Linked DNA regions of Mus musculus: region 2 is linked to region 1. A link is a contact called in public Hi-C data. All regions are on one chromosome and are shown on one strand. The core of a region is the stretch at or near the end of the contact, and the rest is flanking DNA. Distances in the headings are between cores, read along the strand shown.

Region 1 (7,283 bases), core at 364-2,863:
ATCAGAGCAGAGAAGGACCCGTTAAGGGTCTGAAAGCAAAGCAACTAGAAAGAGCAGAGTCGCTTTCCTTCACCCCTGATGGAGTCAAACTCATTTATTGAACCAGTTACATGCGGTTAGCCAGAAAAGCTTTGGCCGTGGTCCTTTTTGGAGTGCAAATTTGCAAAACTTCTTTATAACTGCCATGTCTATTTCATTCCTGGAATTATAGGAGAGAATGAAAAGCTCTGCTAAGATTCAGGCCCCAGGAGAGCTCCCATACAGCCTCGTCTCCCCCCCAGCTGAGCTCTCTCCTCCCTCCTTCCCTCCTACCTCAGTCCTTCCTTCCTCCTCCTTTCTCTTCCAATTAGAAGCTAGCAATTCTTTTCCTAAACCAATTGGATGATTCACTTGCTCATCTCCAAAGTATAACGCTGGCATTCGTTAAGCAGAGATTGCACACTGTATTACTGGAATAATACATGCATTGAAATGACACAAGACATCATGCTGGGGTACTGTTGAAGGGAGTAAGGGGCCTTGGCAGGGGTCTAAATACTTTTGGGTTTTAGGAGACTTTTGTTTTGTTTTTGTTTTTGTTGTTTTTTGTTTTTGCTTTGTTTTGTTTTGTTAAAAAGACTTCCTCATAAAATGAAGAACTGTTTGTTCCCCCAAGAGATGTGAAAGACATAAGATTGCAGATTTGAAATGCTGCTCTTATTGCCAGAAACAATACTTTGGTCCTTAAGTGCTCATAACAACAGTTCTCCCACCCCTCCCGGGTTAGCAACTTACTGCATCTTGTCAGGAATTCTCTCAGGAAATGATATCAGATGCTCGGCCCGGCTCTAAACCTACTCACCACCTACCCACCAGCTCTGGTCTTCAACACTCGTTTTCTTCACTGCCTGCTTGTTTGGAGGGAAGGGAGAACGGCGAGCCTCGTGATTTACGTGAAACTACTTCCAGGAATCTGCCTCAGCTCTCTCTCTCTCTCTCTCTCTCTCTCTCTCTCTCTCTCTCTCTCTCTCTCTCTCTCTCTAAGATTTGTTTATTTTATTTACATGAGTACACTGTAGCCTGTCTTCAGACCCACCAAAAGAGGGCATCAGATCCCATTACAGATGGTTGTGAGCCACCATGTGGTTGCTAGAAATTGAACTCAGGACCTTTGGAAGAGCACTCAATGCTCTTAACCGCTGAGCCATCTCTCCAGCCCCCTGTCTCAGCTTTAGAAGGGTGTTTTATACCAGGTGTGGTTTGAACATTCACTCCAAGGAGAAACATCCTTCATTAGGTAGGTTTGAGTTTCCAAAGCAGACCCATTACTCTCAGATTTAACTAGCAGGGCAGACTTGTAGGTCAACCAGTTTGATTTTTTCCACACGGTGTTACTTTCAGATGGCCACAGGGCGAATTCCCTTTGAGGTTTCTGGTCTTGTAATGCAAGTTCTAGCAAACTGCTCGGCAGCATCTCATCTGCGGAGACCTCCCAAGTCTCTGAGTTACAGAGTTACAAGCGGTTTACTCAACATGGCAACCTGAGAATTTCAGCAGGCTCAGGCGTCAGCTCAAACGCTGGGACTTGCTCTGCCGACGTTGCCGTTATTAGCTAAAAGACTCTGAGTACCTGGGACTTTATATCTAGGTTGCACATTGCACCCGAACACCTTGATACCAGGTGTAATTTTGGCTCAGGCGAGGTAAAGGAAGCGATTCTCTCTCTCTCTCTCTCTCTCTCTCTCTCTCTCTCTCTCTCTCTCTCTCTCTCTCTCTCTCTCCCCAGCTTAGGCGGGAGGGGGGGGGCGGGGAGGCGGGGCGGGGGGGGGCGGGGAAGGTCAGTAGCCACAGAGGCTTTAAAAAAAAACAATAATTGGTTTAAAAGATAACAAGCCAGGAAAAAAAGAAGGCAGAAGGTAATCAGATTAAGTGAAAGGTGAAAAAGAGCAGAGAGCAACTCAGAGAGTGGGGCAGAAGAGAGAAACGGGGTGGGGGAGGGGAGATAAGATGTGGGAGAGGACACAGAGAACCAGAAACAGATGCAAGAGGAGTTTGTGTGGAAATCTTAAGCCTTTGAGTGTCACATACACTAGATGACCTATAGCTTAATTTTACCTTTAAAAACAATCAAAAACCTCCCACATTTATTGTACAGTGCCTTTAAACTTTCTTCGAACATAGTATTGCTTTTTCTTGGTGCATTTGATCATTTTGCCCTGTCATTTAATTTTTAGAATGCATTTTACTTACATCTCTCATTAATGTGATAAGATGTTCAACAGAAACTGCAGCTCGGTGGAGGACTACTTTATATGGGCTCATGGTTTAAAGGTATCGTCCATAAGGCACCGAGTCAGGAAGGTGGTGAAGTGAACTCTGTCCAGAGATAATGGCCGAGACTGCTCAACCACACCTCGGTTATCTAGCCAGGGACCGGGCCTGTCAGATGGTGCCACCCACATTCCAAGGTCTTCTTCCCTCTTCAGTTAAACCTTTCTAGAAGTGCCCTCAGACACACTCACGTTTCCATAGTGTTTCTACGCTGAGTCAGACTGACAATGAAGACTCGCTGTTGTAGAAATGGATATGATATATCCTGTTGAGTTTAAACAAACTATTTGAAATGGGATAAAGCAAACACATTTAGCCAACGCCTGGCATATCATAAATGCTCAGTAAACACGAGTCCCTTTCCTGTGGAACAGTGGGTTCAAATGTTTTCACTGATGAAAAAGATAGGAGAAAAAAAAACCTAACAACTAATGGACGCTGCTGTAAACACGTGCTTCTTTCTTTATTGAGTCTAAACTTTAGAATATAAAGTCTTCACAGCTTTTTTTTTTTTCCTTTGGTGGGGAAAGAGTCCACTCAGCATAGAATTTGGGGCCTCAGTATGTTAACCAGTCTACACTGCATTGTGCCTGGTGCCCCTGCTGGTCTTTTTACCAGAGCTATCAGTCAGCCACAGAATTCGCTTATTGCATTCTTCCTCTCTTGCTATTTATATTAGGAAAGGTAGTGCTAAACTAAATTAATGGCTCTACTCTTACAGGAAAGCAGAGTGTGCTTAATTTTTTTTAAAGATTTATTTATTTCATTTATATGAGTACACGTCAGACACACCAGAAGAGGGCATCAGATCTCATTACAGATGGTTGTGAGCTACCATATGGTTGCTGGGAATTGAACTCAGGACCTCTGGAAGAGCAAGAAGCCAGTTCTCTTAACCGCTGAGCCAGAATGAGTATGAGCTCAAGACCGTGATCCAAGCTCCCTGAAATGACACACTTCATATGGAAGAGTTACATGAATTAAGGTCACACTGCAGCCAATAGGGGAGAGGAGAAACCGTCCGTTAGAGCTTTACAATGGAGGCAGGGGTCCCGTAAGCTTAGCAACCCAGTCAACAAATGTCTGTTAGTTGGGAGAGTGCCAGGTCAGATACAGAAGTTAGAGAATTGGCTGTTAGAGAGCTTGATCCGTCCAAGATGGTTTTGGCTCTTGACCTACACTATTTCGTCTCTCTAAAGTCATGGCGTTGAGTCAGCCAAGGTCAAATACTCCACGGGATCTTTAATAGGAATGCCAGTTTCTTCAGAGAACATTCCACAGCAGTGTGCATTTGGCTTTGTGAGGAGCAAGGCAGAGTTGTTCTCCCAGGCTCACTTTGTGTTGGACTTTGTTCTGTGGCTCAGGCTCCAACAGCATTTCCCTGAGCTCATCAGGGACAATAACAACAGGGCTCTCGTTTTGAAATACTCATCAGGTACAGGCATGTAGGCAAAATGTGGCTAGAGGCTGGGGAGCACTTCTTTACTGTGCAGATAAGCATTGGCTGTGCCTTCTGCTAGCCTCGGAGGAGAGGACTCCTGCCTCTGCTAACGTTGACTGCACAGGCCTGCACAGAGGCATTTCATTTCTGCTTTTGTCAATGCTGTGAAGGCAAAGGAGAAGTCTTCTAAGTAAAAGGAAATGCCTTTCTGGGGAAGTGATTCTTGGTCATGAACATAACATGCAAGAAAAGACCCAGGACTCAAAGGAAGAGTTGAGTGTATTTACCTGGAGGAAAAATGAGGTAGAGAGGAAGGAAGTGCAGTTTACTATAGAGGCAAAAGAAGGGCTTCTTTATGAAGGAAGAGCCCTGAGAGGATGAGAGAGGAGTCACTGCGGAGCTAGGACTAGCCTTGGGCAGGAAGAAGGGTAATGTTTTCTTAGGATAGCGGGCAGCATTTCTTGGTCCACTTTCTATTCCTGTAACTGAATACAACCTGGACACTTCATCAAGAATGAACATTGAGGGCCGGGCATGGTGGCGCACGCCTTTAATCCCAGCACTTGGGAGGCAGAGACAGGCGACTTTCTGAGTTCGAGGCCAGCCGGGTCTACAGAGTGAGTTCGAGGCCAGCCAAGGCTACACAGAGAAACTCTGTCTCAAAAAAAAAAAAAAAAAAAAAAAAAAAAAAAAAAAAAAAGAATGAACATTGAATTCACAGTTCTGGAGGGACAAGGTTAAGGGGCTGTGGCTAGTGATTATTGTTTTGTTTTTTGTTTTGTTTTTTTTTTTGTTGTTTTTTCGGGACAGGGTTTCTCTGTGTAGCCCTGGCTATCCTGGAACTCACTCTGTAGACCCGGCTGGCCTCGAACTCAGAGATCCGCCTACCTCTGCCTCCCAAGTACTGGGATTAAAGGCGTGCACCACCATGCCCGTATTATTTTATTTCTGATGAGAATGCTGTATGGGGTCCTCAGGTGGTATATAGCAACGTGTGGTGATGCTGTGCCACCGAGTTACATCCCGAGCCCTCTTCACCTCCTTACAGGTCCACTAAACAATCACAGGAAAGTATCATCCTTGCTCCCAAAGGCCTTTATCAGTTGGCTTTAGGGATTGGTGTCAAAGGAACCATACTGGAGGGAGAACATGGGAGGTAGAGTGTGTTTGTAGATGAAGGTTGGATGTGGCAGTTTGCATGAGGTCATCTCATGTTCTCTGTGGCAGGAGTGTAAATGGACTCTGAGTACGGGAGAGCAGCAGGAGAGGAGAGGGCTTAACAGAAAGTGGTGAATGGACTGAAGTGGCCCTTGGGGGAGCCAGGGGAGCCTGTCAAATCACTCTGGCTCTGTTCCAGAGGCTCCTGGGAATCCTGAGGGGACTCACTTGATTATTGCATTTTGTTAGAGACTCAGTAATGACACGCTGGCCAAATGAGCACTCTACCAAATGAGGACCTGCGTAGGGAATATTTCCCCATCACATTTGTGCCTGAACACAAGATAAGTAATACACTTATGCATGCCCACTTCTATCAAACCCTTAAATGAGTCTGGCAAGAGTAAGAACAACCTGGCAATATTGATTGTAGATGTCAGAATAGGAAAACGGACTCTCATGTCATGCTGGAAGAAGTGTGGGTTAATACAACACATTGCCTAAATTGTGTTTTGGGAGGGAGGACACACCTTTAATCTGAACCACACCGTCTGCCTAAGGACATGGAAGAAGGAAGTTTTTGCCCTTTGCCTACTCACCCTCATCTTGGTAGCATATCCATTCCTTCACTGGTATTAAAGCCTACCTTGGCATCCCAGGGTATACAGAAGACCAGATGAGACACTCAGCCTCAGGAACTAAACAATTACTGGATCTTTGACTTTCTGTTAATAAGCAGCCATTGTTGGATTAGCTGGATTACAGCCTATAAATTATTCCAATAAATGTCCTTTTTATAGAGAGAAACAGACTCATTCTGTAAGTTCTGTTACTCAAGAGAACCACAAATAACACGCTGTACAAGAATATATAACTTATATAAGTATATAACTTATAAAGGGAAATATTGAACCAAAGCAACCATGAGTAGAAAAAGTAAGTTTCATGATATGTAGACATGATACCGTATGTAAAAATTTTAAATATCTATGAATACACTGCGCATTGTTTTCACAATATTTATAGAAAGAAAAATTTAAACTTGAGAATATAGTTTTTGACGAGTAGGGAAGGTTTGGGATTAAATTTGTGAGCAGTCTATTTTTAACATATGGTTTTGAAATATCTTTTGATTGGTCAGTGAGTACTAAATGATACCTGGAAAAAATTTTCTGATGATCTGTCACATAGTAGGTTGACCACAGATATGGAAGTATAGTGTATTTTTAAAAAAAGAATTTGGATTTTTTTTACCACAAAGAAATAATAATGTTTGAGGAAATGAAAGTTTATTTTGATTTGAATATCAAATATGTATCTGTAGCAAACTACTACATGCTCTCTCTCTCTCTCTCTCTCTCACACACACACACACACTAAATGTTTTCAAAACAATGAAAAACTATTTTTTAAAAGCCTTAAAGTAAAACAAAATGAGAACTAGGAGTTTCCTTTAAGTATTAGCAGAAAGCCACGGCTGCTTCAGGTTTCCTTTGAGGATCAGAGTGACTAAGTGTGTCAGTGAGAACACAGCTGACCCATGTGAGCACGGTCTACCTGTAACTGTCCTTATCGTTGCCTGACTTACAGGGACTATAAAGATCTACTCTGAACTTTGCAAGAGAGGAAAATTGAGGTCCAGAGTAGTAATTCTTAGTTCCAGGCCTCAGAGCTATTGTTTCGCTGAATTGCTATTTCCATGAGAATATTTTTATCTATTTATCTTGGTTACATCTGTTGAATGCCACATTTCCAAGGGTCTCTCTTGAGTTTCTTGTATACAGCACCTCATATAACCTTTGAAATACTTTATATATATATTCTATAAGAAATTTGGAGCTTATCACTTGCACACAGAACTATTCAGCAATAAAGCAAAACTTCCAGCTCTGGGCTTTTGGTAACAAGAGTAGCCATGGAAACACCTTAACCAATTGGCCGGTAGTTCATAATTGATTGTAGCCATAGAAACACCTTCTTAACTGATTGGCAGGCAGTTCATAATTGATTGCTTTGATTAACATGGGTGTGTAGACTTTCCTGCCTACGTCTTTATAAGCATCTGGGGCAGACAATTTCCATGCATTTGATCTAATTTGTATGTGGAATATGTCCTAGATGGTATGTGTTAAAGTTTGGCATGCAGGGTGGTACCAGTAGACCATGGTAAAGCCTTTAGGCAATAGGGACTTACAGCAGGTTCTCAGCTCACTGCAGGTATATTGTGGGTCATGCTCAACCATTTCTGACCCTTTGCTCATTGGAAGGTTGGTTGTAGGACTCTGGCCTGTTTTCTTTCTCACTGCTTCCTAGCTCATGATATAAGCGGTTTGTTCATTACACAGTTCTGTCATGACCACTGCCCTTGCTAGAG
Region 2 (6,632 bases), core at 559-3,058, 370 kb before region 1:
TTCAATTCCCAGCAACCACATGGTGGCTCACAATCATCTGTAATGGGATCTGATGCCCTCTTCTGATGTGTCGGAAGACAGCTACAGTGTAAACTAAAAAAATTTTTTTTTTTTAAAGATTTATTTATTTATTATATGTACACTGTAGCTGTCTTCAGATGCACCAGAAGAGGGCAGTAGATCTCATTACGGGTGGTTGTGAGCCACCATGTGGTTGCTGGGATTTGAACTTCAGACCTTCGGAAGAGCAGTCGGTGCTCTTACCCACTGAGCCATCTCACCAGCCCTAAAAATTTTTTTTAAAAAAGGAAAACAGATCTGAAAAGCAAAAGGAATCCTAGCTAAGTCATACTCTTTCCTGGTACTACCTCTAGTTGCTTCACTCTTTCCACACCCTGTTTCCTGATGATACCTAAGCCTTAGGGAGACGGGAGTGAGATAAATTACTCTGGGACTGAATACTCCACAGTCCAATGAGGAAGTGACTGGCTACTTTCCCAGCATTCATGCCACCTTTGCTCCAGTGGAGTGGGGGAGGGGGGCTGACCTTGCCAGGCCAGTCATTTGTATGCTCCTGCCTTTGCCCCCCCCCCCCCCCCCCCCCCGCTCCATACCCAACAACGTCCTGGCAGCACTTACTGCACTCAGTGGATGTTAAAAAGACGGCATGAAGTTGAGAGACGGGGATATGGGAGGAGCTGGGAGGGAGTGGACTGTGCATACAATTTTCAAACAATAAAAAAGACAAATGAGACATGAGGCTGTTTTGATTCCACTTGACTCGTTGTGGCTCTGTAATTCTAGTCCTGTACAAAATATCTACACCTCAATTTCTCCAGCTATAAAAAATAGCAGCACTGTTTACTTCATTGGAATGCTAGAATATTAAAACAGATAATGTGTTTGAAGTTGGAAAAAAAAAAAAACAAACTTGTAGAATTTTTTAGCAGTTAATTCCCTGCTCCCAGAATACAGAGCTAATGCATTTAGAGCCCAACCTGGTTTTCTTTGCCAACTGCTATCTTCTATCTCTCTTACATTCTCAAAGCAAGCTCAGTATTTTTCCATCTTAGATGATAGAAAGGCTACTGGACTTCCAGATGTCTTACTCTGAAAAATGTATTTCCCTTTAATATCCTTTCCAGAACTTTATTACAGCACAGAATATCATAGCCTTTCATCATTTTTCTATCCTTTGATTTAAAAAATGTCATCAGAAGGAACGACGATGGTTAAGCTATTCTTGAACTGTATATCAACACTGGCTCCTAGTGGTGGGCTTCTCCATCTGACTTTAAAAAATATATACTCAGTCTCTCCTCCAAGCGCATATTGCTCCCAGAACTCATTAAAAGAGAAGGCTCATTTAAGGCCTAAGAGTTTATTTGAGTTAAGTATAAAGATTTTTTTTTTTTTCGAGATAGGGTTTCTCTGTATAGCCCTGGCTGTCCTGGAACTCACTCTGTAGACCAGGCTGGCCTCGAACTCAGAAATCTGCCTGCCTCTTCCTCCCAAGTGCTGGGATTAAAGGTGTGTGCCACCACCACCCGGCTAAAGATTTTTTTTTTAATTAGGAATTTTCTTCATTTACATTTCCAATGCTATCCCAAAAGTCCCCCATACCTTCCCCCCCCACACACACTTCCCTACCCACCCACTCCCACTTCTTGGACTTGGCGTTCCCCTGTACTGAGGCACATAAAGTTTGCAAGACCAAGGGGCCTCTCTTTCCAATGTGGAATCAGAGCCCAAGTCCTGACCATCAAAGTCCAAACGCTACCTTTTAAGGGCAGATACTTTTAGGCAAGATGCCAAGTCAGGAAGCGCTCCTTGCTAGTTCAGGGCTGCCAAGGAGGATGCGGTGGTTAACTTAGCCTCTTAGGAGAGTGGAGCCAGAACAGATGGTTCCCGAAGCTAAGGAGACATCTTCGACCCGGGGAAATAAAAATCCTTGGAGTTATTCGGATTCGACAGAAACTGAATAAACTTATCAGATTATGGCACTTCTTCAAACTTCAGCAAAAACACATTTGCACAGGACAAAGGCAGCCCCTAGAGAATGAGACCTGGCCTGGAACAAATAAAAAACTTCAGTTCCCAACGTTTCCAGATGGGGGCAGCAGCTCACCAGCAGGGAAGACCTGAAAAGCCCTGGCTTTGCTTTCAAGAGCTATTTCATGGGCATAGATTCATGTTACTTGGCAGAAATGTCTGTATCCCTTTTTGTTTTGGGCAGTTTTTTTCCCCCTAGTCCTAAGACATGTGAATCTTTGGATAACATCCAGGACAGCTAACCCAGCAAGAAAAGCCTTATATGTCTCCAACCAGATTCCCTAGAATTCTCCCCCGCTGTGAGCACACTCACGTGCTTATCAACTTTTCAGATTGTTTTCCCAAATAGCCACCGTTACTGAACAGCATGCCCTCATCCACTCTGGACTTCCCACAAGCTGCCTACCAAAGCAATAAAAAAGGAAAATAGAAGCACCCATGAGCTGCTTCAGGGGTAGGCACGCGCGATCTTGTGTTAAAGAGCTACCGGAGCCGGGCATGGTGGTGCACGCCTTTAATCCCATCACTCAGGAGGCAAAGGCAGGCGGATCTCTGAGTTCGAGGTCAGACTGGTCTACAAAGTGAGTTCCAGGACAGCCAGGGCTACACAGAGAAACCCTGTCTCGAAAAACAAAAAAACAAAACAAAAAGCTACCGGATGAAGAGTCTCAAGTTTCTCAACATCTTCCTAACGAATGTTCAGCCTCTTAAAAACAGCAAAACATCGATGACTTTCAAATGCAAGGATTTGTCACAAAGGCAGTAGGTAGGGCAGGACACCCGCGACACAGGAGAGAAGTAACAGCCACAAATGTTTCTGGTTTCTAAGCACCTGGAGGCACTCTGTTGGCCTTGGAGACTGAAAAAAAGGGAGTAAAAAATGAAGGAGACAGATGTCATCATTGTACTGCTGTGAGCTACAGAAATAGTGCTGACCCAGTGGAACACAACTAAACTGGAGAGAGAGAGAGAGAGAGAGAGAGAGAGAGAAAGAGAGAGGAAAACTAGCCAAACTGTATTTTACTGATAATTATCCTTTTATGATAAGTCAAGGCTGCTTAGGATGATCATGCAAGATTCTTGGGACGAAAGTGGCTATCCTTAATGTGTAGTAAAGAATTTGTGCTGCTTTCAAAAAAAAAAAAAAAAAAACCTAATTGGGCCATTCTGGGTTACTCTTGTTGGTGGTTGTTTGTTTTCTCAGTGATGAAAATTGAACACACTGAGTGTACTGATGTATCCCTAGAATTCCAATCCTGAGGGAGGCTGAGGCTGATAGGCTACATAGGAAGACCTTGTCTCAAAACAACAAAGAAAGAAAATGGAGGAGAAAGGGGGAAGGGAAGGAGGGGTAGAAGGGAGGGGGAGGAGGGGAAGGAGGAAGAGGGGAAGAGGGAAGGAGGAGGGGGAAAGAGGAGGAGGAAGAGGAGGAAGAAGAGGAGGAGGAGGGATAATGAATGGGAGTCTCTCAGTTCTATTTGATTCTTAGTTTAGCTTTATAGTTTGTCATTAAATTTGATTAATCTATATACCATTAAAGTCATGATAGCTTTAATGAGTTATTTGACCTCTGTTTACTTTTAAATGTGTGAGTTTCCTATGTACATTTTTACATAAAAATAAGCTTTACTTTCTTGTTTGTTTGTTTGTTTGTTTGCTTGCTTTGAGGCAGGGTTTCCTTAGCTGTCCTTGAACTCACTTTGTAGACCAGGCTATCCTTGAACTCACCTGCCTCAGCCTGCCTCCCAAGCGCTGGGCTTAAAGGTGTGCACCACCAACTCTGCAAAAATAAGCTTTCAAAGGAAAGAGTTAGCTTATTTTTAACAACAACAACAACAACAACAAACCTCCCCAAATCCGTAAAATATCTTTAGCAATCACCAGTTACACGAAACTATTAATGTGCTGTTTATAGAGTGCATAAATATTGTTTTCTGAGCCAATTTGGTTAGACCTCCTCGGCCTCATTCTGTACTTATTTGTTTTAATTTACTACACGGCCTTGAGAGGAAGACGCTGGGAATCTTTTTTAAAAATAGCTCAAACCTTTCTCCAGCTCAGCCTAGATGTTGTTCTTCCAATTATTTGGACTTAATGAGATTTTACTGTTCTTTGGAGTAGTTGACATCACAAACTTCTGAACCGGCTTGTGTGGGTCTCGGCCATTTCTCAAAAACACCAGGGCAACAAAGTAGAAAAAAAAAAAAAAAAAAAAAAGGAGCCTTGAGAGCCAGGACTTCTCCTGTCTTGTGAGAGGTCCAATAGGTCACCCTCCCCTCTGGCTCTCTGAATGTCACTTCCTTCTCTGTGAGGTTACAGAGCCTCAGACACCTGACTGTGGGATGTCACCACTTTCTTACCAATTTGATGATACCAGTAAAGAGCAGCCTCAGTCATTGTCAGTATTTACGGAGTGCTGTTGGCAGTGTGTTTCCAGCAGATTTAATTGTTAATTAATTATTCCCCTGGCTAAACAGACATCAGACTAAAATAATGATATTGGGGGTGGGGGTGGGGGGCAGGGACACCATAAGAGCATAGTGTTGCCTGGTACAGAACCCTGAAACCATTACACGTACAAACCAAGTACTGTTTCTTAAGGGGGTTGGGTCTGTGGCTTTTCACAGCATAGCTGTCTGTCTCCAGGACTGGGAGGTTTTTGTAAGTTTACATAAGCAATAGTAGTTCTAGAAACCGTTATGAGGATAATCCCTGCTCTAGAGTTCTGTGTCCTCCTAGGAAGAGACAGAGCTGGCTTCTCACATTTTAGGAAGAAGAGGAAAGTTTGGGAATGAGAAATCTCAGAATTATTCCATCTCATGGAGCTATTTTCAGCAGTGTGATGATTCCCAGAGTCTCCAGGCTGGACTGATCCCAAGAACATAGGCACAGATCAGTACAGCCTGGTGGCCCACACCAGCATGGCTGCCTGGGCCCCATGTCCCTTCTCAGGGTTACTCAGACAGTGGTTCCAACCTGGACCAGTTCCTACATGGCTTCTGGTGGCCTGTGGTACCTTCGTCAAAACTCTCTCCTCCTCTAGGCTAGGAATGGCCACTGCCAACTGTGCCCCCTGGGAGAGGCATCCGGACCCTGAATCCGATGACACAGGACCAGTCCTGGTTTCTCCCCTTCTGCATTTGATTTTCTTATCCTTCACCTGCATCCTACCCTGAGAAGCCCTGGGTGCCAGGAGGGGAAGGACCTCAGGGACTAGATGATTGCCATTAGCCAGCAGGTGTTCCTGTCACCAGGTCCAGTGAGAATGGGTTACCTAGTGTGGGACTCTAGCTTGGAACGTTTTCATGTCAGACACAGGACAAGGTCAAGGTTCCGGGCCACAGAAGTTCCTCTGCTGGCCCTGGCCTTGAATGGCATTATGGAGACTGCATCGCTGCTCCAGCGTACAGTGCTGCTCACAGTGGTTCAATCACCCCTCACAGGGTCCATTGCCCTGTCAGGCCTTCTCCTCTGAGCCTACAGGGTCAACAGGCTACTACAGTCAGTGTCCCTGGCCTCATGGAGGCCATGCCATTGTGCTCTCTAGGCTGGCCTGAAGTCATATGAGATGACAAAGAGACATCCCTCGTGTGTGTGAGACCTCTCCTCTAGTCTCATGCAGCTAAGAGTGCAGCCAAAAAATCCAAGGAGGTCACATTTTCCTGCCAATACCTAAAGAATTAAAGACAAGTTTTTAAAATGTGTTCTTCCACACTTAGACTATAAAATTCCAAATGATAGGGGCTGGAGAGGTGGCTCAGTGGTTAAGAGAACTTGTTGTTCGTCCAGAGGATCAGGGTTCCTTTTCCAGCACCCACGTGAAGCAGTTCACAATTGTCTGTAACTCCTGCTCCTGGGGATCCAACACCATCCTCTGGCTTCTGCAGACACCCCGCACACATGTAGCATACATGTATGTGTAAGCAAACACACATGAAAACACACATGTGCACACACATAAATAATTTTAAAAAGAAATTCCAAGTGATAAACCTGACAGAACTTTCCTGTGTAAATGAATTACTGACAGGTTCCAGGGTTCTTGGTAAGATCTGCCCTTGTCCCATCAATGGTTCACCAATGATGATATCACGCGAGAGTCATAACACGACCAACATTAAGCAGACGGTTTTGGAGTGCTACAAAAGCAAGATCAAAGTGTTCCCAAAGGCCCTTGGCATTGTGGGTAATATTAGTGGTGCTACCTTTTCTTGCCGTGGGAGATGCAAATGTAAAATATTTGCCAACAAAGACAAAGAGGCCTCTCTACTCTTCTTCCTCATTAGGAGCAGGTAGGCCTGCCGTGATGGACTTCCATGAACACTGCTGGCAGAAAGCCAATAATAAAGACCCATTCTAGACTATTCTCAATTCTCAACTATTCTAAACCTTCTCAGCCACATCATCAGACCCCACAGGGCAGTGCTCTTTATTCACTAAAGCTCTCTGAGCTGTTTTGCTCCTCAGGCAGGCATGTGATGCTCTGCAGATTTCAATAAGGTGCTGGCTTCCTGCCATTCCTGCCAGATGAAACTCTTTCTAGAAGTCCCTTTTCAGTGCTCAAAGTGATCCACCCACTT

Evidence for each region. A called contact is a pair of places that touch in the nucleus more often than the background predicts.
Region 2: a contact with region 1 is called in a Hi-C map of uterus, with 4 times the contacts expected there. The contact joins two enhancer-like sites. A contact is called at or near these places in 3 of 15 datasets of contacts at CTCF or cohesin (the G1E-ER4 cell line, large pre-B cells and pro-B cells) and 31 of 484 Hi-C or Micro-C datasets (the 3T3-L1 cell line, B cells, the Ba/F3 cell line and 22 more).

Annotation. Positions count from the first base shown.
Region 1 is chr13:93,234,446-93,241,728 of GRCm38.p6, reverse strand. No RefSeq gene overlaps it. Among named protein-coding and RNA genes, the nearest start is that of Gm41020, 39 kb to the right of the region's middle. Within about 2 kb of position 1,613, at least 29 of the 459 cell types and tissues checked have an H3K27ac peak or open chromatin away from gene starts, as enhancers often do. A contact at or near this core is called in uterus, where this site is marked.
Region 2 is chr13:93,608,612-93,615,243 of GRCm38.p6, reverse strand. No RefSeq gene overlaps it. Among named protein-coding and RNA genes, the nearest start is that of Gm31977, 14 kb to the right of the region's middle. Within about 2 kb of position 1,808, at least 31 of the 459 cell types and tissues checked have an H3K27ac peak or open chromatin away from gene starts, as enhancers often do. A contact at or near this core is called in uterus, where this site is marked.